Regions from separate parts of the Anser cygnoides genome. Here region 2 is linked to region 1. A link is a contact called in public Hi-C data. All regions are on one chromosome and are shown on one strand. Each heading gives the region's core, a stretch centred on a gene start, on an enhancer-like site or on the middle of the called end of the contact. The rest is flanking DNA. Distances are from core to core; before and after follow the strand shown. Region 1 has its middle 39 kb from the start of SDC2. Region 2 overlaps CPQ (carboxypeptidase Q).

What was found. A called contact is a pair of places that touch in the nucleus more often than the background predicts.
Region 2: a contact with region 1 is called in a Hi-C map of liver, with 4 times the contacts expected there. The contact joins two enhancer-like sites. A contact is called at or near these places in 2 of 7 Hi-C or Micro-C datasets (both in liver).

Annotation. Positions count from the first base shown.
Region 1 is chr2:139,803,278-139,810,010 of Taihu_goose_T2T_genome, forward strand. No RefSeq gene overlaps it. Among named protein-coding and RNA genes, the nearest start is that of SDC2, 39 kb to the right of the region's middle. Within about 2 kb of position 4,089, at least 1 of the 3 cell types and tissues checked has open chromatin away from gene starts, as enhancers often do. A contact at or near this core is called in liver, where this site is marked.
Region 2 is chr2:140,058,619-140,064,496 of Taihu_goose_T2T_genome, forward strand. All of the region lies in intron 6 of CPQ (carboxypeptidase Q), which reads left to right. Among named protein-coding and RNA genes, the nearest start is that of CPQ, 140 kb to the left of the region's middle. Within about 2 kb of position 4,358, at least 2 of the 3 cell types and tissues checked have open chromatin away from gene starts, as enhancers often do. A contact at or near this core is called in liver, where this site is marked.

The DNA.
Region 1 (6,733 bases), core at 2,839-5,338:
TTCTCTGCCAAACCTGCAGCAGCATCCTCGGTGTTCCAGCAGCCCTGGACAGGCTAAAGGTCCTGAAGAGCTCCTCCCTCACAGCCCACTTCAACCTTTCCAGGTGCCACAGAGCTGGAACCGAGCGTGGACAGCTGCTGGTCTAGGATAAGGCCACCAAAGCTGGTGGAGCTTGACCAGAGATGGATTCACCTGCCGGATGGGGCCTGCTCCTCTTGCTCTGCTGCCGAGCCAGCGACGCAGCACCCGCTCTCAGCTGTAGGCCGGACGAACATAACGAGCCTTCAAACTTGGCTTGGCCAATGTTTACTGGGGTGGAAAGAGGACAAATCCCAGGCATATGGTGTTCCCTGCTTTTCTGTCCCCTAACCATTCCTCTGTTTGGCCAGTAGTGAGCCCACATCAGTTAATCAGCTCTCACAGGGTGTCCGTAGTACCTCCGGCCTTCAGCTGGCCCTCACCAGATGCTGAAGGAAGTTGAGGAGCTTCAGCTTTACCAGACAGTGCCCACCCCTGCAGGGCACTGTCCTAGACCTGGGAGCCCCCAGGACTGGGTCGAGTTGTACCCCAGGCCTCTTAGAGGCTGCAGGAAAGAAGCAAGATCTTATTTCTGCCAAGCAGAGAGCCGGCTCCTTCCAGGGATGGGCCGTGTTAGGCTGAGTGCAGGATGAGCACAGCTCAGAGCAGTCAGAGGTGACACCAGCTCCAGGAGAAACGCCTACGTGAAAAGTTGGTGCACGACGGGGACTTGAAACCACATCTCCAGATGAGAAACTCCAGGCCTTGGGAGAGGGACTAGGAAATGGGACAAAAGGTAGCAATTGTGCGTGTTTATCACTTCAGAGATCTGCCTCACCCTCTGACTTCACCCTTCCTGTAGCAGTTGGGTCACCCTGACCTACATTTCAGACCGCTATTTTGGATTTCACAGGACCACAATGAAGACAAGGAAGAGCAGAGAGGGCTTTCCTGGTAGATTTGCGAGGTGCAAGTGGGCTTGCATCCAGGTCTGGAGAGCAATGTACTGAAAAAAGTCTTGAACTATTCCTATCCCCAAGTCCTGGAGTACGAGCTTTTCTTTACAAACCCCCTTTACCAAAACCAGCCACCACGGGGGTGCACGGGTGCTACTGGTGGAGAAATCCAACCAGCGGTTCCCCATTAAGGCTAAATCTCCTTCTCATGGGCATGGATAAAGATTAGCTCAGCTGTGCAAACTGATTTATATTCGGCTGCACGTGGCCACAGATCGCACCTTTTGTTCCTGGCAGATGCGAATATGGTGTGTTTGCTCTGAAAATTCACTGTTTCTCATGCAAAATCTTTCCCCTCGCTGTTCATCACGGGGACGTGGAGTTTTGCTTGGCAGGGGGACAGCACAGGAGGGTGGGCAGCCTGGGTGGGAAGAGTCGGTGCCCAGCGTGTGGGGTTTCCTCTTCTCCTCTGAACCCCTGTGCAACTTCCAATAGCTTGGTGAAATGCAAATGGGAAAAGTCTTCCAAGCTGCTGAGAGCGAAGGGAAGACATCTTTCAGTGAGAGGAGGAGCAGGACAGCAGTGCACACAGCCAGTGACAGAAAACTTGTCTCAAGTCTTTTTCCAGCCTGGAGACTGGATTCAAACAAGGGAGCTGTCAGGGCTCAGGGCTGTTTTTCAAAGGTGTAGCATATTTTTTCAGCTGCCCTCTCTGTGCCGCCTTGTCTTTGCTCTGGATGTGAGGGCCTGGCATGCCAGCTTCCCTAATTACCTGAAGGGATGCACCCAACCTCACTCAGCTGGTGGTTGCTATTGTGACCAGCACATCCCAGGTCCAATCCTACATTTTTGGGTAGCCTATAAGGGGGATATATCAGACACATCTCTGCTCAGTTACTCAGCCAGCTTTGACACTGCCTAACAGAGCTAGCTAAAATGGCTCTGCCTGGCTCTGAAAGTCACTCCATGAAGAATTTGTCAAGGATTTAAAATTTTAATTTATAAGAGCTCTTTACCCTCTCCCCCCATTTTATATATTTATTTTTTCTGAATTCCCTCTTTTTCTGGAATTATCATCTCTATTCTGTGGCAATTATAAAATGACCTGAATAATTTAATCCATACAAACTCTTATAAGAAATTTCTGCTTGAGCTTTGGATATAATGGAGAAACTCTCCCCATGAATATTTTATGCTGCAATGTTAGAAAATGCATATATACATATATACATACATATGTGTATATATAAGTGAGCATTTGCAAATCATTTCCCTCGCTCTGTGAGCTGAGAAAATAACGAAGGAAAGTTATTAGATAATATTATGCTGTTGGCCACAGGGCTGTTTCAAGGTTATTATCCAGCCTGTTGCCCTCAGCACAAAAAAGCTGACTGCACATTCTGCCTGTTCCAAAACTCATCGTGCTAAACACAGGACTAAACCGCAGGCGCAGAACCAAGGAGCACGGGAGAAATGGAAAAGCTATTCCTGAAGCTGGCAGTCGACAACAGGATCTTGAAAAATGATTTGCTTGGATTTAGCAGCATTTCTTCTTCCTCTGCTCCAGACAGGGCTCTGCTAGGAGACAGTTTGGTCCGCTGTGGTTGAACCAGCTGTTGAAATCCCAGCCAGGTCCTGAATGAGCTAAAAAGTCATTAGAAGCTGCCTTCAGCGAGCTCTGCTTTCCCAAGCATCGCTGTCTCCTCACCTAGGCAATTTGCTGCCTGCCATCAAAACAACAGGTACCTTATTCCTGCTCGGGCTGTGAGCAGGTGTCCCTGGCTCCTGGCCCCGGTTGGTCACATAGCAGCACTCCCGTGCCTTCAAATGTCATTGTCCCTAAGCACGGGGATCTTCTGGTGGTACTGGTACACTTGCATTAGTGGTTGGATGAGTCCTGCTGAGATGAGAGTGTCGAGGGAGCTTGGGGGTTCTGCATGAGCATTTCAAAGCTTCAGCAGGTCAGCTATTTTCAAAAGCACAACAGAAGTGAGAGGCTGAGCTGGAAAGCCAGAGAAGTCTAATCTGTGAGTGCCTCTCTGGGGGTAACTTTATTGAGCCAAAGGGTCTCTCCTGGTATTGGTACGGCTCCATTGGAAAACCTTGCTGGTATACCAGCCTAGTAATGTGAACGTGAGCCAAATCAGCTACACCAGGGAAAAGTTGCTGATGTTTCTTAGTTTGCCCACTGGATTTCTGCCAGTACAGCACTGGGATGTAGGACTGGGGCTGTTTGCAGATCTGACACACATCTGTGGCTGGCTGACATCTTTGACCAAGAGATCAAGGGGACAGGAGACAGAGGCACTGCTCCAGGCTTGGATTTGCTGATGGGCAGCAAATGCTTGGGAGAGCAGGCAGCAGTGCTCAGGAAAGCAGAGCTCCACAGAATCACAGAGTGGTTTGGGTTGGAAGGGACCTTAAAGCCCACTCAGTCCCACCCCCCTGCCATGGGCAGGGACACCTCCCACCAGACCAGGTTGCCTAAAGCCCCATCCAGCCTGGCACCAGCAAGGCAGCCCTGGCTTCAAGGGCAGAGTCAGAATTCATGCTCTTCCCTCCCTTTAGCAGTTTCTGGCCATCCTACCCCCACGTCTTCACTTCTACTCAGGTGGAGGACATTTCAAGACAGCATGTCCCCACTCTAATGTGCTGTTGCTTGCAGAACTGCTCTGGATGTAAAAGGAGCGATGTTTTACTGGCTTGCTTCTACCTGGCTCAGCTGCCCACGGGTGTCCCAAGTGCTGGGCTGTGGCATGGAAGGGGATGCAGGTGGCCACGTGGAGCTGAGTTCAAGCTTGCCCTGCCATCTGGCTCAGCTGTGGAAACAGGTGAGGAGCCGGAGCCCGGCGTGGTTTCAGCAGGTTCAGCACAAGCCCAGCTTGGGCTGACACCATCCTGGCCCCGGCACTGCACCCTGGCTGAGGCCACCCGAGATGCTCGGGGTCCTCGTGCTACAGTTCTCCATCGATCCTTCTCACGTGCACATGCTGCAGACCCTCCTCTGACGATTCGATAACACGAATTGCCCATTTACTTTCATTTCAATTGTGCGTGACTGGATCAAAGGATGCACTCTCTCTCTGCTTCAATTACACATTTTGGTTTAATGTGGTCCAGATGGCTATTTCATCTCATCTTTTATATTTATTCATGGCCTTTCTATTTATCTTCCCTAAAACAAATACTCACTCGTAGGCGTATATTAATTCAGGGACAAGAACTGCCTCGATCAATATGTTGAGGTTAAGTTTCTACACCACAATATGTCCTATGTACATAATTTCTATTTTTATTACCCCACTGCAAGCCTCAAATATATGAGCAATTTCTTTAAAGACTTTACTTTGGCTTTTTCTTAAATTTAAAAAAATTACATCTATCCCGATCATTAGATTTACAATATGCAGATATTCTTTCATTGACCTTTCGGTTAAACCCCTCTGCAAACTTTGGCTGAACACTAGCAAACTTGCAAAAATACCAAGCAGCCAGATGTTTGCCAACATTATATTGCAATGCCTCTGACCATGGTGTGGGCGTCCAGCAGAAGATAAGATTTGTTGTCAAACTTATGTGCGACCAGTGTGTGAGTAAAAACAGGGGGAAAGCTTGAGAGACCAACAAGAGAAAATAACAAGACTTTTCTATTTATGTCTACGTTGTCTCTCAAGCTGAAGCTGATGGTTGGGTGCTGTGGGTTGGCTTTGGGGGGATTGGCTTTTGTTGCTGGTGGGGACCTGAAGGCAGCACCCGGCACAGAGGTGGCATGAGCACAAGGAGCATGGGATGTGTCTGGAAATAGGGCTCGAGCCACAGGACGGCTGGTTGAATCAGGGGAGGGAGCTGAGAAGGAGCTGTTTAACCTTTCTGGCATTCGATTTGGGCTTTTGGTTCTTGTTTGGATAATGGGATTGCAATTCCTTTTGGTACACTTATTCTAAGAACATCTGAAACTCGGCCGCAGCCAGGCAACAGACTTTCATTTCGTGTAATCTGATTTTAGCTTCAGTGATTAGCCGCTCTGTTGTCAACAGCAAAATCTAATTGTCATTGTAGTTTCTCTTCTGGAGCCAATACGTGCTAACGCCTTGCAAACAGGGTTTTGTCTCACGCCTTCTCTTCTCATGTAATGGCTCCCAAGACATTAGCAAACAGAAATCTTCAGGGCAGAAATAATTTCAGGCTGAGGCATGAGGAAGCTGGTAGCAATCAGTAGCCAGTTTTTCTGCTGCATAAAATAGGCACAGTGAACTACCTTGTAATACTTGGGGCATTAATAATGGCCTGAAAATCTGATATCTATATGCCTTTTTTTTTTAGCATACTTAATATAAAGTTACCTTTCATGATATACATTGGATCAGGTGTCCCAGAACCAAATTGTCGGCAGCATTTTTAACCCGTACTTTCATGAGTGAGAGTGATAGGTCCAGAAATCATCTTAAACTGGGACTAGATGGGTTGTTCCCTTCCTGACAAAGTTTCATTGTGAATTATTTTTTGTCGGTAAAATGATTTCCTATAGAGAATTTTTTTTTTGTTTTGAAAAGGGATGGGGAAAAAATTTTCAACAGATTTTTCCCTCCCCTGCCAATCCCATTAAATCAAAGAATCAGTTAGTTATCTTAAATACAAATCCTCAGCCTGGGAGGAGAAGGAGATGTCAAAGATGGCACGAGGCAAGATTCCTTGGGACGTGGGACAGTGCTGCTAATGCCACATGTGTGTGACAGCATCCACAAAGTGCCACGCAGCAGCTTTTGGACTCTCTGCCGATGGAGCTCCCTTTGGGATACCCTGCACACTTTCAGCTTAAAAGTAAGTTAAAAGTCACCCCAAGTTCATGTTTCAAATAAAAAAGAGAAGAAAAAAAAAAAAACACGTGAGAAAACATGAGCTTTCCAGTGAAATGACCTCTGACTAACTGGAAAAGCAGGAACAGTACACAGTCACCCTCAATGCAGTGGCATAAGAGTTTGCCCGCATGAGTTAAAGTCCATCTGTTTGTCAATATTTCTCCAGTTGTGCCCTCGGGATTTCTAGGGCACCTGTGTGTTTGTTTGTCCCGAGCCCCGAGCCACGCCAGTCGCCGCAGATCAGCACACGCCGCCTGGTGCTGCCGGCGTAGGAGGGGGGTGACACCCGCCAGGCTGGCCACCGTCCCCACCAGTCTGGTGAAGTTTCTAGATGGCTAAACCACTCTTTTCCCACTCAAAATGTACCTGAATGAGGCATCATCTCTGCTCATAACAGCATGTGTAAGGCTGGAGCTGGCCTCGGGCAGTTGGACTTGACCTAAATTGGAGACCTCACAGCCAGTAGACCCGGGCAGGCTTGGCCCATCCAACATTTTCCCCATATCCAACATTTTTTCACCCCAGTGGGGTGAAAATTTCCACACACGGGTGGGCTTCCATCTACGGCTCATCACTGTAGCTTGGCTGTAGGAAGGATGCTTGCTCCGGTGCGAGGTGGCAACTGGTTCGGGTGGTGGCATGCACGGAGATGGGGCACAAACAGGAGCAGAAAGGGGCATGGGATTTCGAGGGTCTGTGAGGCAGCCTTTCCAAAGGGAGGAGGGGAGATGATTGTTTCACTCCAAAATCTACATTGGCAGAGTCTCAGCTATAACTGCATGCTGTAACTTGGCTTCAGAGTCACGGTGTACACCCCGGGCAGCACAAATGCTTTCAGTTGTGGCAGCTATAAGAAGAACTGTTAATTTGTCGATTTTCTGGGTAAACAATAAATACACA
Region 2 (5,878 bases), core at 3,108-5,607, 260 kb after region 1:
GCACTTCAAGGCTGGACATTTCAGGACTTAGTCACCTGCAGTAGCTTGTCGTCTCAGCCTGAGCGATTTTAGCCCTTCTAACGTCTAACTAGGAAGCAGATTTCATATGGCAGCTAAAGCTGATCAACACGTTTTGAACATCATGATGTTGAAAACATCCCAGATTACACACCTGTAATTTTAACTCCTTAAGATGTGCTAAACGGGAAGCATTGAGAAAAGTTAATTAGTCCGCCCGCCTCTTCCTTCACTTGCTAATTGCTACGAGTACTGTTCCTGTCCACCAAAAGCTGCTGGCTAGCTTCTAGGGCAGGTGTTCATGTGCATCGCAATTAAAAGCACATAAATTGGATGCTGCTGAAGCCTCCAAGTGCTCTGCATTTATGCCTCTTGTTTTGGAAGATTTGGGAGAAGGAAGGGATCATCACTTGTCATGTGATGTGCAAATACCATTTGCTTGCTTTCTTTTTTTTCCATGCAGATCCTTGCTTTTGGTCAGACAAGTAGCTACCAAGAAATCTATTCACGGTAAAACAGTTTTGAGACATGGTGCAGTGTTTTTGAGAACATTACTTTGGGGCTTTTAAAAGCTATTTCACTCTGTATATTCAGCCTAGCCACAACTTAATGGCACTCTCCCTTGGCCCAAGGGGTGACTTCAGGTCTCTTGATCAGTGAGCAAGCAGGACGGAGCTGCGTCTGGGACGTATCCCTGGCGGTCACGTCCCTCTGCCAGCAATCCTTGGGGTTCAGCTAAGAAAGCAGAGAAACTCTTCTTAATAACCCAACAGGTCTGGACGCTCCTGGCTCTGCCTCCCCCAGCTGTGAGCCTCCTTCCCCGCCGTTGGCCAAAGCTCCTGCTTGCAGCTCGCCTTCCCTGGCTCCCTGCACATCGCCCGTGCTCGCCCCCCTTCTGCCTCAGCAAGCTGTGCAAAGGAAAATCTGCATCCCTATTTTAGGGTTCAGCTTAACTTCAGTACAGTGGAGAGAAAGTAGAGCATCCTTTCTCCCGAAGAGAAATAGGGCAGCATTCAATGTGCATCCTCTTCATGGATAGCGTTATTCCAGGCCTTTTGCTTCTTTTCTGTGGTCGTTCTCTTTTTCTTTTTGATTTGCAGTGCATTTTAAATTCATTGAGACAGGAAAAAGTGTGATTGCTCTTTCACTGCTTCAAGAAAAGGATATTTGGCTGCTCCATTCACTGAAATAGATTGCTGTAGAGGCACTCTGGGTGCCTTTTCTAATTCCAGTTAAGCCTTGGGCTCTTGGTACACAGCGCAAGACAGAATCTAATTATTGAAATAATTATTATTGCCTTCTCAGCTACGGTGTGGTTTTTAAAACCCTGAGCCACATTTGGAGTCCCAGTTCTGGACCCTGCTGGCATCGGAGGGAAGCGATTGCAGTCTGTCAGCCCAGAACAATGCGACTGTACTCACCTGCAATGAGCTACTCATTTCAAATCTTCCTTGTGTATTTTTTGACCCTGAAAAGAATATGTGACAGCAGAAAGTTTCCCGTTCTTCAGTCAATGCGTTGTGATTTCAATGGCTGCATTTTTGAAAAGATGGCATTTTTTTTTCACCTCTTCTGAGGAATCTGATACTAGCTGAGGTTGAGCTTGGGCTACACAGGACTAATGAGACCTACCTTTTTTCTTCTATGTCAGTCCTTGTAGGAGTGGGAAATAGAAAGTATTCAAGCAATAATCAGGCAAAACTATTTTTCAAAAATGATTTTGCAACTACAGATCCTAAAGAGACAAAAATCAACCTTTTTTTTTTTTCTTTCTTTCTTTCTTTCTTTCTTTCTTTTTTTTTTTTTTTTTGTTATCAAATGCCTGACAGTTTTAAAGAGAGGGTGTAAAAGTAAAATAAATATTGGCAAGAGCATTAAAACTTTTTCATTCAGATGTTATTTTTAAGTAACACCTTTAGTTCTAGCTTGGCTGAGTAGTCTTTCCAGTCCTTTGAGTTTATAGCAAGATACAGATTTAGCATTCTCGGCTCCTGAAAGGTTTTTAATTATGTGTGGGTTGGTATATGTGTATGTGCTTGCTGTGTCAAAATATGTCTTCACTGCATGGATTTGAGAGGAACCAAATGCCTTACTCATATCTGCTCTTTTCCAAGGAAACGTGAATGTTTGGCACGTTTTGGTAGACCGTAATGTTATCTATATTCTCAGCCTTTTCTTAATGGTGAAATTAGAATAGCAAACCTTTTCATCGATTTAAGAAGTGTAATCAAAATCAAGGTAAGTAGGTGAGGATAGGGATCTAAATCCATCAAATCTGGGTTTAATGTCCCAGCTGTCTGTCAAATTGGATTCTGGTTATGAAAAGTTGCACTGAAAGTTGCACTTTCTCTCCTGTGAAAGGCAAGTACAGCAATGCAGAGATTAAGATTTTTTAATGGAGTGTAATACAGCTTTCTCCATTAAAATAATTCTAAACGTTTTATAATAATCTTGCATAGGTCACATCACTTGTTCTGGGCTGCTCCCAATCACTGGCTCTTTTTCCCTTCTGCATCGGGCTGTGGATGGTTTTTGAAAGCAACCCCATAAAAAGCTTTACAAGAGGGCACTTGCCCTTGATTTCTTTGTCTTAAACTCAAGTCCAAGTGTCTTTGATTTATACAGCTGTAAACACTGCTCTAAGCTTTAGCACCGTCACGGTATATCAGAAGGGTGCCAGGGAGTGTTTAAAGTAATAAAGGTTCGTTTACTTAGCATTGCACAGAGTGTCACTGTTATCAGATTAGCTACATTTATTGCATCACATGTAAAACATCGTGCCATTTGGAGCTACGCATGAAATTTCTGTAAAAGCTGCACCAAGGAACGTTAGCGTGTAATTTAAAATGGGATCTTGGACATTTTTATTCCCAAATGGTGAAAAATATGTATTGATTCTTGATTTGCGCAATAGTATAATTGCGATGGAGATAATTAGATTGTATCTGGAGGAAGATTTTCCAAGGTGGACTCACAGCTCAGCATGCAGGGGTGGCAGGATACACGAGTGCCATCTTCTGCTTCTGTACAGTTTCACCCAACCAGTTTTCTTTTTTAAAATAACAAATTAATAAGAAAAAAAAAAGGTAGGTCCAGCATGTTCTGGGCATGGTAACATGAATACAGTACACCTATCTTTAGGCAAATGATATTTTCATTTACTGCTGTGATTGAGTTTCTGTCAACAAAAGGAAGCAACCTTTCAACTTAAAATTAATTGTCAGTATCTCTTAGGGATCTCTCTGAGCTTCATGACTTATCTTTTACTCTTAATATATTTGCATTGTGACAAATGACTCAGCCTGTTTATGCCATGGTAAACCAGCTGTCACATCAACTCAGACTTGCAGGAATAAAGAATCATACTAGGTAGGGACATTGCTTTATTTACCCTTTGTTTTTCTTATATTAGTAGTGCTGTGTGGATTAATCAGCGGCCACATTCAGCTAGTGATATGCTGCAGAGCCTGAGCAGGTGGAAGGAATTTCTTTGTTCCCCCCCTTAAAGGACAAATATCCTTGAATTTCTCCGTGTCTTTTCTGAGTGAAGCCCTGTGTCACTCCATGAAACATGAAAACAGAGAGATTTTGAAACTGCAGCCAACAGTGTTGCAGCATGTGTCTTAACTATACCTGGATTCTTTTTTTATTTTGTTTTTAAAATATGTTGTTTCTTTGTAGCTTTTCTGAGAAAAATAGGAAAATTATTGGTCAAGAACATAAAAACATTAGTTTCAGGAGTGTGTTTTTTTTCTTTCCTGGTTCTTGGTGTTCACAGCCCGTGGAACAATGCCATGTGTGTATCAGAATAGGGAGAATTAGTAGGGCTTTGGTTTAGAAATGGCACAAAACCCCAGATCTGAACAACCCTGAACCTTGCGATAAGATCAGATCTGAACTTTGTTTCAAGTACCTCTCTGTTTTTCTATTAATAATGAACTAGTTAGATATACACGGGTTTGTAGATCAAATGAAAGAGGGATTTCATCACCAATATCTGGAGCATCTAACATTTATTAGGAAATAGCCTATATTGCTTTAGTATGTACTGTAGCTTAGTATGCATTAATCAGCATAACAATAGATAATATTAAGTATGTCATAGTCATGTTAAGTGTTGTCATAGTCATAGTTTTAAGTATTAAGTGTTGTCACAGTTAAGAGTTGTCATAGTCATAGTATTCTACCAGCCTTGTCTCGTGGTCCTGCAGATGAAATCCACCATCCCCTTCAAGTGTTCAGAGTCTCAATGGGGTATGACAGCAGAGAGGCAGCAAAAAACACTGCTTGTCCTGCTGGTGTGATAGTATAAATACACAGTTTTTTTGTGCTGTATAAAATATAACCAGCTTGTAGTTTGCTTAGGGTGTGTTTTCCTTACAGTAGGGTTGGCCATTTTTCTTCATAACTAGTTCACCACCAGGATAGTCATTAACCGGCTTTGGTCATCATCTGGACAGATCAGAGCTCTGCTAAGCCATGTGCCATGAACTTTTCTAGGAGGTAGCAAATTGCTAGAGAGACCCTGCAGGAAGTTTGTGATCAAGCATCCAGTTGTGTTCGTGTCCGGGGCAGGTTAGAGCCCGCAGGGAACTTCAATGGAAAGCTGCACGTTTCCTCTGAATATGATGCCTCCTCTGGGAAGGCAGACCTAAAGGCTTGCATTAAATTGAGCTGCAAATTTGGCTTAGGAAATACCTCCGTTAAATGTGAAATACAGGGAAGCTTCCTGAACTGATTGCAAATGTGAGTATAGATGATTCCTGCAGACACATATGCTGCAAAAACGCTGATGCACAGCTCATTCCCCTGGATCCAGCCCCCCACATCAGAGGTTCAGGCCATCTGGGGGCGTGCGTATCTCCCCTGATCGTCTGGGGATGTTCAGAGGTCGGTAGCACAGAGTTTCTCCGTGCAACAAGTGTCTACTGCTGAGCTCTGACAGCAAGCTCCGTGGCTAGCAGAGGGTGGCGAAGAAAGGACTTTAATGCTTTGGGTTTCTAAGCAGGTTTGTGGCATCGGCTACATGGTGCAGTTGCACAGCGGGTATAGAGATTTTGAGAAATGCATGTGGTTAGGAAAGATGGTTCACGTGGGTCTCAGTCTCACTAAGCACTTCGCTTGACCCTCGTGTGTGACGTTTAAAGGCTAATCAGTAAATCGCATGCTCAAACTTCAACTGCTTCGCAGAACTGAGGCACAAATAAGTGCATGAAGATGAATCCTAGATTAGAGAAACTGTCAATTTTGCAGTGACTTTCATCCATCTTAAGCAGTGTTTAAAAGAGAATGCAAAATGTAAAAGATTTATAAATTCAACAACCAATTTAAAAATATCAGCTTTAAGTAGTCTCTACATAATATATGTAGTCACATACCTCATTTTAAAGAAAGCAGGAATGAAATAAGCTGTATTAAAATATACAGAATAGATACCTACAGTTAATACAGGTATATAATCCCAAACTGAAGTGCCCTGTCTACGTAAGGATCTGTGAGTCATTGAGCAGGGGGGTGACAAACCAGAAGGGCAGACCTTACAGCGGCCTTCCAGTGCCTAAAGGGGGCTACAGGAAAGCTGGGGAGGGACTCTTTGTCTGGGGGTGTAGGGATAGGACAAGGGGGAATGGTTTTAAACGAGACGAGGGGAGATTTAGATTAGAGTTTGGGAGGAAAATCTTCACTCAGAGGGCGGTGAGGCCCTGGCACAGGCTGCCCAGAGAAGCTGTGGATGCCCCATCCCTGGAGGTGCTCAAGGCCAGGCTGGATGGGGCTTTGGGCAACCTGGGCTGGTGGGAGGTGTCCCTGCCCATGGCAGGGGGTTGGAATTAGATGATCTTTAAGGTCCCTTCCAACCTGA